Regions from separate parts of the Sus scrofa genome. Here region 1 is linked to region 2. A link is a contact called in public Hi-C data. All regions are on one chromosome and are shown on one strand. Each heading gives the region's core, a stretch centred on a gene start, on an enhancer-like site or on the middle of the called end of the contact. The rest is flanking DNA. Distances are from core to core; before and after follow the strand shown. Region 1 overlaps SETBP1 (SET-binding protein). Region 2 holds the start of SETBP1 (SET-binding protein).

What was found. A called contact is a pair of places that touch in the nucleus more often than the background predicts.
Region 1: a Hi-C map of brain shows a contact between it and region 2, with 6 times the contacts expected there. The contact joins the enhancer-like site here to the promoter of SETBP1 in region 2. A contact is called at or near these places in 5 of 47 Hi-C or Micro-C datasets (brain, embryonic fibroblasts, fetal skeletal muscle and 2 more) and 1 of 2 datasets of contacts at active chromatin or transcription factors (skeletal muscle).

Annotation. Positions count from the first base shown.
Region 1 is chr1:94,650,894-94,657,548 of Sscrofa11.1, forward strand. The region is part of intron 6 of SETBP1 (SET-binding protein); the gene reads left to right. Among named protein-coding and RNA genes, the nearest start is that of SLC14A2, 180 kb to the right of the region's middle. Within about 2 kb of position 4,583, at least 2 of the 83 cell types and tissues checked have an H3K27ac peak or open chromatin away from gene starts, as enhancers often do. A contact at or near this core is called in brain, where this site is marked.
Region 2 is chr1:94,292,248-94,298,870 of Sscrofa11.1, forward strand. SETBP1 (SET-binding protein) reads left to right here and starts at 3,085. Exons shown (of 7, transcript XM_021092436.1): 1 at 3,085-3,702.

The sequences.
Region 1 (6,655 bases), core at 3,333-5,832, 360 kb after region 2:
AGTATTTAAGAAAGTTAATTGAGCTTCCATTTAATATGATCCAATAGTGTGATGTTGCTGCATAAAAGAAAGAGAATTGCAAGAATTTTTTGTTTGTGTTTATGTAGCTCTCATTAATAGAAGTGTGCATTTATCATGTCATACTCAGAAAATTAGCTTAATTCTGGGTACCAAAATATAAGATGAGATTTGTCAGATGATTAAATCTCTAGAGGAGGGTAATCAAAATGAAATATGGTCTCATATGAAACACAGATGAAGGAATTGAGGATGTCTAATCTAGAACAGAGAAGACTTGGAGATGTAGAACTACTTTTATGGAGTCGTATTTATTCTGAAGTAAGGATCCCACCAAGAAATTGAGAGATTTGTCTGAGGGTACAGAACTGAGGAGTGATTTTAGAGATAAGAACTTTTTCCTAATGTCCTGGTCAACATCTTTTCTATCATATTGTAAACACAAGTCTGAGTTTTAAGTAAACCAATGCAGTTACTAAGACTAGGAAGAAAACAAAACATGGATACCAACAATTTGATGTAATTCCTGAAGTTCTAGCATGGCAATAAGGATTTATTTCATCTGAGCCTAAACAGTAGAAAATGCAAAGTTTTTCATAAGATCATGTTTGTTACATTGTTCTTTGTTCTTCCTTGTTTTTTTTTTTTTCTTCCCCCCCCCCCCCCAAGATTTAGAAGAGGGAAAGAAAATCTTTCACAATCAAGTTTGAACATGCATCTACAATAGCTGGAGTATTATATAAGGGATGATATTTATGGTTAAAGATACAGCTATGCCACATTTGAGAGGGAAAAAAAAAAGAAATATAAAGAGCCCTTTGAGAGGGTGCAACCACCCCCGCCATGTGACCACCTGGCATGCTGTGAGACTCAACAGATGTAGCGTCAAACTTTTTGGCATTAACTGCATTTCTATCCAGCCTCTCACGTTGTCTAGTCAGTCTGCTGGGGCTTGAGCCACATGCAACATACAAAAGCCAAAGTTGATTGAAACAGAGCAGGGCTAAATGGCTCTAGTATTCTGTTTCTGAGAACCACCACTTGCAATTCACTCCTAGCCAAGCCGCTCTGACCTTAATAAGTATCACCCCCAGAAAAACTCTCAGACTCTTCTGTAGAATCAGCCTGGGCCATTCCTACTAATGCACCTTGGAGACAGCTATATATAGTTGCTCCTGCTGCTAATTCTCTGATTTCTGAGCTCTCTCCCTTTACCCAACTTTCTCAGGCCTGCCCAAGTCCTGGCTCCCTTGCTTAGAACTTCCCTGAGCAACCTGGCAGCAGTCTTATTCAGCTCAGTCTCTTTCCGGAAACAAGTTACCACTGCCTTTATCTATCCAAAGCCACAGGTGGCTTCTCCAAAACCTGGAGTTCATGAAATGACTGGCATTATTACCTGGTGGTCAGAAAAGTCAAAGATTCTGAAAACCTAGGGACCAGGACCTCAGAACTGCCTTAACATATAAAGGAGGTCAGCATCCAATCCTATTCCAGAATCTCTTCGTGGATGGGACACTCTTTTGACTGCCTTGGGTTTGTATGCAGTTTAATTAAAAGGTGCTCTAGGGAATGTGAAGATTATTGCTATTTGGATTTGGTTTCTAGAGTTTACAATCTCAAAACAGTCTAGCAGGAAATATTGCTCAAGCATCTATTATGGGAAAGTAACTGTGCTCTTTGTTATGAGGGATACAAAGAAGAACACGTGCTGTCTTCAAGAAGCTTTAATGCTAGGCCATGTACTCATAGAAAGTTAAATTCCCCTAGGTTTTAGTGAATGAAGTCTTTAAGAGTCTAGAGACAGAAAGGAACACTTTAAAGCAGTTTGGACCATGAGATGATAGCAATAACATAATTTTGAATATTTACATGTAAATACATATTTAGAATATGGGCACTCATCTTTTAAAATGTAAACTTTAAAAGGTTGAGATAAATCTGAAGCAATATTACTAGTCTCATTTTAATATTCTTAAAATAAGTTTAAATTTAATTTAACTGTATTATCAAAGAAACAGAAATATTTTCACTGTCATCAGTATTTTACACTAGTTTTAATAGTTTGAGTACGTCTTTTTGAAAATCTGTTGTTGTTTTTACACTTGGGATTAAGCAATTTGAAAGTCTGATTCCAAATGCAGTTTGTTTCAATACTTACTAATAGATATTATAGGTTAAAAGGATTTTTTACATAAACATAGATCCAAGAGGAGATAGTAATCGTTTTGCTTAAATCATAATACTATTCTTTTCAGTCCTATCCATCATTTAAGCAAAGGTTTTTTTTTGTTGAAAGTTGACTGACCAACTCTCTTTATTAACAGGCAGATGGCCTTGCATATCAAAAGACATTGCATTTTCCAGTGAATTCAAATCTCTGAAACTCTTAGAAGTTAACTCAGTTTACAAAATTTTTTGATTTGTGTATTTAAGGGAAGTTATAAATTATTATATATAATTTTCAGCAACAAAACTGTCAATTGGAACATTTCCAATCAATTTCAAAAAAAGTGCTGTCTCCACAGTGTGAGTTTAATTATTTTCTTTTTTGACCGCCTGCAAAAAGTTTGAAATCAGCCTGCACCACAGCAGTGATCTGAGCTGCTACAGTAACAATCACTGAATCCTTAAACCTTTGGGCCACAAGAGAACTCTGAGTTTAATTCTAAAAGCAGTTACTTTCTTGCCTATTTTGCCCTAGGGGACATTAAGGGTTGTTTTCACTTGTTTGTTTTGGTTTTTGCTTTTTAACAACTGCTAGGTAACAGTACTGACAGCCCACTGACAGCACTGAGAAGGTGAAAACATTTAGAATCCTTCTCTCAATGTACAATAAAATTGCCAAATTCATCTTTGAAAATAGCAACTCTTTTATGCAGTTTGCTTCAAGGTAACCAATAAAACTCTGTGTGGTGTATAGCATATTTTATGGATATTCCTGATCACGTTATGAAGTGTTTTTTGGTTAAAGTATTTTTTTTTAATGTTTTAAAAATCTTAATTTTCTAAACTTCACCGTTAGGGCTGACCTACTGTATCACATAAGGGGCAGGACCTACTAACACCTTAAGGGAGTCAACCAACTGGATGCCTGACAGCCCCTCGAATGCCTGTGGTCTCTTCTCTTCCCCAGAGCCTCAGACCCAGTTGTGACAGCTGACACATCATCTGATGTGCAGCCCAAATAAAGACATCACCCACTATTGCTCCATATATTAAGCATTAGAATGCTTAACTTAATTCTTATTTTTCAGATAAGATATGAATAATATAAATGAAAAATATGAATATGTTTTTCGGACAGCCCAATAGATAGTCTTGCTTCCTCCTTGGGGAAAGAACATGCACCCCATTTAAGAGGCTTCCAATTTAGCACTGGGTCAGATCTGGAGAGGCAGAGAGGGGCTCCCACATGTAAGCATGCAGGCGCACACCCACCACTCAGACTCTCCATCAAACTGCCCATCTCACCTCCCATCTTCACTTACTTTTTCCCATGGAGAAATGTGAAATAGAACCAAAACAAGGACCCAGGTTTCCTAAGCCTGAAACAGGACCAGGGTTCACTGCAGCTGAAACAGAATGTTTTTCCACAATAAACGCCTATGAGGAAGCTATCATTTAATTGTCAAGCAGTTACTATGCTTCAAACAAACTAGTCACATTTTTCAAGAAACCTCAAACTGTGTTAAGATGTACTTAATATGTAATATTAATATTAAGATGTAAAATATTAAGATGACTTTAAGGATAGAATGGAAGCACCTTGGAGTTCCCGTCATGACTCAGCAGAAACGAATCTGACTAGCATCCATGAAGACACAGGTTCGATCCCTGGCCTTGCTCAGTGAGTTAAGGATCCAGTGTTGCCATGAGCTGTGGTTCCAGACCGGGCTCAAATCCTGCCTAAGTTGCTGTGGCTGTGGTGTAGGCCGGTGGCTACAGCTCCGATTTGACCCCTAGCCTGGGAAACTCCATATGCCATGGGTGTGGCCCTAAAAAGACAATTAAAAAAATAAAAAGAATGGAAGCACCTTTATATAGTGACAGATCTCCCACATCTGTGAACCCTTCATCCTAAGTTAGGGCTTTCAAATTGAGAAGTAGTGGTAGATAGCACTTGTGTTGATGATGGCAGTGACTGGTGTGCCCTGCCTGAAGGGGACTCACTGGCCAAGGCAACACGCCTTCCTTTTCAAAGGAGCTTTTAAGACCAGGACACAGAAGGTTAATTGAAATTCTAAGGACGAAGGAAGAAAGTTTGCATGCCAAGGCAAGTTGCTTCACATATTCCATTAGAAAATAAAAAGCAGCATTAGGGAAACAAGAGATCATTACTGAGTTAAGTACAAAAGTACAAAAAAAAAAAAAAATACGCAATTTATATTAGGGAACATTAAACACTGAATTCCCTTGAGCTTGTGTTTGCAGCCCCTGCGCTATATACCAGATCGTGTACTGCTGTGTGAATAACCCTGGGAGCATGGAGGGAGACATGGCCTTTGCCTTTGTAGAATCTTCTATTGTGGATCAGCGTACAAAGCAAATGACACTGCAGCTCTGTGCCTTGACAGGCTACTCCAGCCCTGTCCACCCTGGAAGGCCACTCTACTCCAGGCAGTTCAGCTGTCCCCAACATTTCTCCATTTTCCCAAAAGGATATTCAAAAAGCAAGAAAAATTCTAATTCCTGTAAAGATAAATTTGCCTCCCTTTCTGACCCATCCAAAAGTTTCTAAAACTGAGATGTTTTGCAAAGTTCATGAGCAAAGTTCAGTCTCCAAACTAGTAGCCCCTGTTTCTTGGCAAGCATCTATACAACCAAGCCTCATTAGCCCCTACCTTGCTCACAGTGCTTGCACTACATCTGTAAAGTCAGTGTGCAAAAAGCAGTGCTAAGTCCAGTCTTTGATTACCATAAAAAGTTGTAGAAAAATCAACAAATGCTGATGAGCCAATCATCTGATAATGGGAGCAAAGAGATAGAAAATCGAGATCTGGACCCAAACCAACTCAACCATTTGCAAGGCAAATGGTACAGAGAAAAGTCTACAAGATGATTTGCATTGCAGAGTTACAGAGAAATGAATTCATATTTTGCCTTGGCCACTTGTAATTATTCTTTAAGACTAACAAAGAACAGGCAAGATATAGGACTATTATAGGAAGGAGAGCAAATATGGAATCAATCTTGCTGCAAGAGCCCAGAAATTACTGTCTAATAATGAAACAATTTGAAGAGAGAAAAATCTGTTAACATTTAGGGGGACAGTGAAATCATAAGCAATGAGGAGAAAGATTTGTGAATATCAAACCCTGCCAAGTCCAAAGCCCTCCTCTCCTCCACACTAGAATTTCAAAATTATTAGATGAAACAAACATGGTAGAAAGCCACCTCATATTTGGTAAGGCAGTTGATAATGAGCATAAGAAAGAATTATAGCAATCTTTAAATACAGAAGGGAGCATTAGGAGCATAGAGTCTAACTGTTTAATGTAATAAGTGAAGAAAAAGAGACTCAGAGGGGCTAAGATTCATCCTAGTTCAACTTGCTTTCCAGCTACCCCTGTCCAGAGTGCTTCCTACCACCCTGCACTCTGGTGCTCTTCACACATGGGATAATAAGCCTACATTGAATGTTTGGATAATAAATATGGGCCAAAATAAAATTCAGATGTTCAGTGGTGGCGAAACCCCTCCCCCAAGTTATAATGTGAAAAAAAAAAGAGGGATATTAAGTCTTAACACCTGAGGCCATCAACAGAGATTGAACCATGACATGTGTTTATGCAGTTGGTCACAGCATAAAACCTGGAGCACTGTTCATTCTCCCATCCCATTCAGCCAGAGGGTAGCTACCAGCAGGAGTTTTCTAGGCAGATGGAGCATGCCCTTTACAGAGGACATTTCTTATCCTTCTAAAATTATTGTGGTGAAATAGAGCCCAAGAGTGTGAAAACCAGAGCACCCCCAAGTCCTAAGATTCTAAGAAAGATGTTTCATTGCCACCAATCATTTATATTCTTTAACCATGTATTACTTAACTAGCAGTGGACAGAAATAGTATAATAAACCTCTGTATACCCATCACTCAGCTTCAACAACATCAACTCACAATCTTGTTTCACCAATACTTCCACTTCCCTCGTCCTTTCCATATTATTTTGAAGCCAATCCAAGATGATATCATACGATTTTATCTGTGAATAATTTACTATGTATTTCTAAAATACAGGTACTTTAAAAAATGATCACAATGTAATTATCACACCTAAGAAAGTTAGCAATAATATACAATATCATGAAATGCCCAGACATTATTTAAATTTCCATGAATTTATAGAATTTATTTTAACAGTTTGTTTAAATTGGCATCCAAATATGATCATTTTATCTCTTCTCTCTTTTAATTTACAGTTCCACCACCACCCCCACCAAACCCACAACTTACTTGTCGAAGGTACCAGGCTGTCTGCCTGGAGCTTCTCACAGCCTGTGCTTTACTGAATGGCTCCCTGTGTGTCTTCTGTATTTCATGGTAGTTAGGTCTAGATCTGAGCTTCCCAATATGGTAGCCACTAACCACGTGTAGCTATTTAACTTTAAATTAAACTAAATTTAAATTTACTTCCTCAGT
Region 2 (6,623 bases), core at 1,835-4,334:
GAGTTAACAGATTGTGATTGGGGGAAGTGAAAAATTTGGGCACACAATCTTTTCTGGAATACTTCTCATGACAGAGACCTCATTATTATTTAAAATCATCGGTTCTCAGAGGTCCCATCGTGGCGCAGCGGAAACGAATCTGACTAGGAACGATGAGGTTGCACGTCCCATCCCTGGCCTTGCTCAGTGGGTTAAGGATTCGGCATTGCCGTGAGCTGTGGTGTAGGTAACAGAAGCAGCTTGGATCTGGCATGGCTGTGGCTGTGGTATAGGCTGGCAGCCGTAGCTCTGATTCCACCCCAGTCTCGGAACCTCCATATGATGTGGGAGAGGCCCTAAAAAGCAAAAAAAAAAAAAAAAAAACCCAAACAAACATACAAACAAAATAAAATCATCTGTTCTCGTCTTAGACCCAATCATAGTGTTTTCCATTGTATTAAGATGAGATCTGCCTCCCCATTACTTGAGCTGATCAGGGCTTGCTATGCCCTACAGAGCAGAGTCAAGCAAATGAATTCCTATTTCCCTTAGTATCTTTTTTAATTTAAGGACATCCCACTCTGATTGTTCCCAATATGCTCTCACTGTCCTATTCGGACTCTCTTATGTCCTGAAATAAAAAAAATGGAGAGCTGGCTCGGTCCTCAGAAGACTTTAGGATACCCTTCCTTTTTCAAAAGTGGGATCTGAGGATCAGAGAGATGAGAGAACTTTCTAAATAAGTTTAGAAATTAGTCTCCTTAAAAATCAGGTCTGTGGTCTTTTCATTACATCATCAAAACATACCCCCAATTTTTACATTTCCTGAATTGCCCCCAAACTCCAAAAATTACTCTAAAATTCACTTCCTTTGGTTAAGTACACCTTCTTTAATACTTACCGGAACTAAGAGGGTAGGGGCTTTCTAAGTATCCTGATCACAATGTGGGAGCATGCCCTTTCTATTGAATCAGTGATTATCAATTCTAGTTGCATATTTGAAGCACCCAGGGCATTTATTATTAAGACCAATTAAATCAATATGGGTCTCAAGCATCAGTACTTCCCCCAGGTAATTCTGATTGACAATAAGGATTGAGAAACACTACATTAGATAATACTACTTCATTTTCTAAAAAGGTGAGAATCAATACAGTATTTGAACACAAGAAGGGAAGATGACTGGCTCTGAGGATTTGATTATACTATTTGATCTCAACTTCTTATAAAGGAAGAATGGAGGCGTTTGACTCATTTCTTTCTACCTTTAGTTTCAGAGATGTGAAAAATGACATGACCTACCTTTGTACTTTGAACTATACCTTGCTTGTATGCCTTTTATCTGGCTCTCAAGCCTTGTAGGGGCATGATTATCTTGCAGCTCCTTGCAGTATCTCTGGTGTGGCCTGGGAGAGGGAGGGAGTATCATTATAGTCATTTTACAGGTTAGGCATAGGGTTGTCTAATGCACAAAATGACAGCCCATCTGGCAGCCAGTCAGTTATTTGGTGATATCAGAGGAACATTTATTCTTGCCTACATTTAGTGGCATTGCCCATGCAAGGCACAGACCTGTCCTCAAAACTTTTATCTTGGTTAGAAAAACAGGTTTTAGAGGGAAAAAGGTATATTCGTAAAAAGGGGAAAAGGAAAGGGCTATGTTAAACAGGTAATAAATGTGGGGCAATTCTCAAGAGAATATTATTTTTGATCTCACCCTCATACCATTTCTGTGTCTGTGCTCCATGTACTTTGTAAACATCTCCTTTCTGATATTTCCATACATTAGATGTAGTTCAAAGTTTGCATGCCAGTCTCTCACTGGGTTATGAATTCTGAGTTTGAATCTCTAGTTGCTGCCATCATGTCTGAGATAGTTCATGCTACATAATTATTTGCTGAATGACTGCAAGATGCTGGCATTGGAGATTGTTTAGGACTAAGAGACCTGTGTTGTGTGCATTCCTATCAGCTACTCAGATTATCTCTTTATTTTCTCAAGGTTCCCAGGGCTCTGAGAATAGGTATCTTAAACTCTACTCAAGGTCTTTAAGAAAAACCACTTGCAAACCCCCTTAAACCATTTCTGTCCTATATTGTCCTATAATGTAGACATGCCCCTGAGGGGTTCCATTTCTCAGTTGCCCGAGGTTGCAAATGAGTGGCCTGAATAGGTCCCCTTTGCAATCCGAAAACAAACAGCCAAATTAAAATACCACCATATTTTGTATGAACTGAAGATATTCCATTTTATTCTTTCCACTATCCTGAATAGAGAACTGCATGCCAACGTCATCTCAAGGTGTCTTTCCCGTCATCAATTGTCCAATTTTTGTGAATAACTAGAAAATGCACATACGCATCTGAAGGCATACGTGTCGCTTAACAAAAAAATAACCCCCTGAAATGTAATTACCAGATTAAAAAAAAAAATGCACCCAGTTTCAGAGCCTATCACATCTCCCGCCTCGGAACACAGCTCCCCCAACACTGCTCCTGTTGTGTCAGATAGCGGCAGTGTTGAGCCCCGGAGCCGGCGCCTAGTCCGCCGCGGTCCCCGCGGCCGCCCAGTTTCCGCGGCGGACTCGGGCGCGCAGAGACACTGGGCCTCGAGGGCGCTGGGGAAGCAAGAAGGGCGCGGGGGGCGACGAGGGGTCCCCGATCCGCCTCCACGAACTGTGTTCCTTCTCCCGCTCAAGATCCCCACTCTTCCCAATTGATCGAAATTCACAAAAATTCACTGAGGGAGGGTGAAGGGAGAGGTGCTTGTTGGTTACTGGTTGTGCCACCCCCGGCGCAAGTAGGAAAGCGGCCCCCGGCCGGTTGGGCAAGAGGTGTGGGAGCCCGCGCCCCCTCCGAAGCAGATCGCGGGGTGGCGGTCCCCGCTCAGCTCCGCCGCGCGGCCGCTCCGATCCTCCCCCTCCCCCGCCCGCGCCCTCCCCCTTCCTTTCACTAGGACTCCGGGACTCGGGAGAGGGCGCGGGAGGCAGGCACTTGGGCCCGACCCCACTCCAGCGCTCGCCGGGGACGGGGGCGGGTGGCGAGGGGACGCGACGGGGGCGCGGGGCGGGCGCGGTCATGGAGCGGCGGCGGCGGCGACGGCGGCAGCAGTAGCGACCGCGGGCGAACGAGCCGGCGGGCAGGGCCGCCCGGCGCCGCGGAACGAACTGCACAGCTCAGCAAAAGCGCCCTCGCCCTCCGCGCGCTGCCTCCTGCGAACCCATAGCCGGCAACATTTTTTAAGGCTCCAATCCATCCTTTGAAGAAAAGAAAAAAAAATAGCATTGATTGGAGAGACGGGGATATATATAATTGGGGGGGGGCCCTTCTGCTAAAATTAGCCGGGCTTGCGGCGCGCGGTGTGCGAGTGTGTGCGTGCGTGTGTGTGTGTGTGTGAATGTGATTACTCCAGGACTCCTCGGGCTCCGGAGACGCCATTTTCCCCCTTGATATCTCTCTCCGTAAATCGGTGGCGCGGCGGAGGCGGCCGCGCCGGGCGGGAAGCGCTGGGCCGTTCTGGGCGCCCGCCGCTCGCCTCCGCCTCCGCGCGCCCGGGGGCCCCGGCGCCCCCCGAGCGAGGGCGGCCAGCCCGCTGCTCGCCGTGTGACAGATGCTCATCGCCATGGAGTTGCCGCAGCAGCACCTTCGGGGGCTCGGGCGAGCTACGGGAGCCGGGATCTGAGCGAGCGCTGGGCCAGCGGAGCCGGAGCCGCCGGGACGTGGGTGAGCACGCGCGGCGACCTTGGTCCGGGAGCCGGGCGCCGAGCCTCCCGCCGTACCGCGGGCCCCCGCACGCCCGGGGTCGGGGGCGGTGTGTGTTCTCTGCATGCAAAAGTTAACGTTGCCTCGCTGGGGCTTTGACTTTGCACCGGGCGGGAAGGGGAGTCGGGGCCGAAGGGGCGGGATGCAGGTCCCGGCGAGGCTGCCGAGGATGGGCGCAATTCCGGCCCGTCGGCTGTGGGCAGTGATGCTGGCTCATTTGGAGTGGCTCGTTGGTGGCGGCGAGGGTGGCAGCATCGGGCTGGAGGTCTGGGACCTTACTGAGCTTGGCCTAATCTGATCTCCCCCACCCCCTGCCGCCGCCGCCGCAGCCTTTTGCACCCTCCCTCGGTCCGGCAGCCGGCTGCTGGAGCTGGCGGGTTTGGCTTTGGTGGAGTGGACTCGAGAGGGGGAGGGGGTAAGGAAAGGGGTGGGAAGGCGGCAGGATATTTCCCCCCCCCTCTTTGTAACTTGCAGGTTAAGTGGAGCTAGAGAGCTACATTGTATATAGCTGAATTTTTTGGGGGGTGGGGGGGGAGAATATATCAGAATCTAACGTGTCGTTGATAGAAAGAAGAACAGGGAAGAAGTGGTCCAGCCGGCGAAGGTTGGTGTGTGCTTGTGTCGTGGCTCTGTGTTAGTCTTTTCCTTAAAATCTTAATCAATGGATTTGAGTCTCTTTCTCCTGCTCTCTGGTTTTGGGACTCTGAAAAGACAGGAATTCCCTTAAAAGCAGGCGAATGCCTTTTTTGAAAGCACGCATTGTGTGTGTTTCTAGAGGAGTCGTGGGCTTGGGAATTAACGACAGGCTTCCCCGTTCGGTGGTTTCCAGTGGGAAATAACTCCTGAAAGGGAACCCTTCAGTATCGATTTATTGTTTTTGTCTTTCAAACCACTATCTCTTTGACTAAAATACTGTCCGAGAAGTTCCACAGAGACAAAGTCAGGTAAACTGGACTGGGCAGATCTTTAGCAAGATGGTGATAATGCTGATGCTGTTTTTGGTGTCTGTTTGTGATGGAAGCATTGTTGGGTAATAGCAATTTCTGATCGGTAGAGCATGCTGGCTCTACAAAAATAAGTAACTACCGAAATGCTGTCTTCCAGTCCCCATCCCCTACACGCGGCAACACCCCTCCTCCCACGACCCACACCAGTTACAATTCTGAAATAAGATCCAAGTGGAAATATTTTCCTTGGAGATCGGAAAGTTGTGCCAGTTGAAGTACGAGGTGAGGCTAGAGAGACTGGGAATGTGGGGAGAGGGCTCTATTGACCCTCGATGCTGCATTTATTCTTTAGGTGTGTCTTTGTGGGTTCTGAGGGTGTGTGTATTGGTCTAAGAGGACTGTTGAGGGAAGGATTTCCGATTTGTTTCCGCTTCAAATAAACTGTCCTGATAATCTCATGGTTGACATCTAATGCTAAAAGGCCAATTTGTGAGTCTATCCCTGCAGAAGCTCTCCTCCCAAAGGGCAGTTTATTTTGGAATTCTACCACAGCTACTTTTCCTTCTAAACCTCCTCTTTCCCCTCCACCACTAACCACACCTTTTTCCCTAAAGTTAGTTGGAGTCCATAGGCTGTATAGAAATACTAATATTACTTGTTTTTCTCTGACATTATTTTTTTCATTCCTTTATTCTTCAATCCTCTTTTTAATCTTTTCTGGTAAGTTTGTGCAAAAAAAACCTAACTTCATAAAGTTGCTGTTGCCAAAACTATCTGGAAGGGCCCCTCCCCATCTCTTACCATCCTGTAGTTTGCACAGGTAAATCTGATGTGCCTGTCCAAATCCATCCTAATCAGCAAAACTTGTGTATGAGAGAGCGTGGGCGGGTGCGTGGGCGCGCGCTCACACACACGTTTTGGAGGGTCAGGAATCGGCTAGGAAAGAGGGGCATGGAGAGGAGAGGAGGGATGTTGTTCTGTGTTGGCCACATCTGCACCACTGGGGCGGACCTGGACGGTCTGGGAGTTTCCTTCATACACCTCTGGGAGTTTCCTTCATACACCTCAGTTGGAGGTTGTCTGGCTGAGTTGAGGAGGCGGGACCAACTGGCCAGGGGCGTGTGAGGGAGGAGAAAGTTTGTAGCACTTTAAAATGTAGCCAGTTTACAATCCCATGTCACTGCCTCCCCTTTCTCCTGCTTTCTGTGGCTTCCAGCAGCCCAAGACTCCTGGAGGGGGGGCGTGATCTCTTTTGCCCTGACTTGGAAGTCCCACATTTCAGTTAAGTTGAAGATAGTGTTTTCCTCTGTAGTGAATTGCATTGCCTGTTATCGATGAAGACAGATCCCAAGAGTTTGATTATGCACAGAGTATTTGCAAACTTTAGGGGTTGTAGCCTGAGAATTTAGAAGACCAGGTAGTCAGAAAGTGCTGCTTTGCATACCGTGTTCAGTGCCCTAATAAGAAAAAAAAAAAAAAAAGTCTAGTCTTGGGAAGTTGAATTGGTGTTAGAGCTGGGCTCTGGGAGCTGCTAGCCACTACAGTAACCTGAGCTGGGCTGAGGGAGGAGATGGTGAGCAAAGGCGACCAGAGCCAAAGGGGAAACAGACTTGTCTCTCTTAGCAGGGAAAATAGATGTGTCACTGGAATAAACAAACTGGAGGTGGGGGAGGGGATAGCTTGTAGTGAACATAAGGAGGAGTGGCTGAGAGGCAGTGATGTGGTTAGGAAGGAGGCCACTTACAGCTTGGGAGAAAATATCAACTGCCTTATATGTTCACGGATGGGTTAGGCAAATGAAGGGGTGTAATCCAATCTTTTGTATTTTAACACCAGAACATCACATAGGAAGGTGCTGCTGGCAGGCCCAGTTCTGGACCTCACACAGGGGTATCCCTGAGTGAGCCAAGGAGCCCCTTGGTGCCTGGAGGGCTT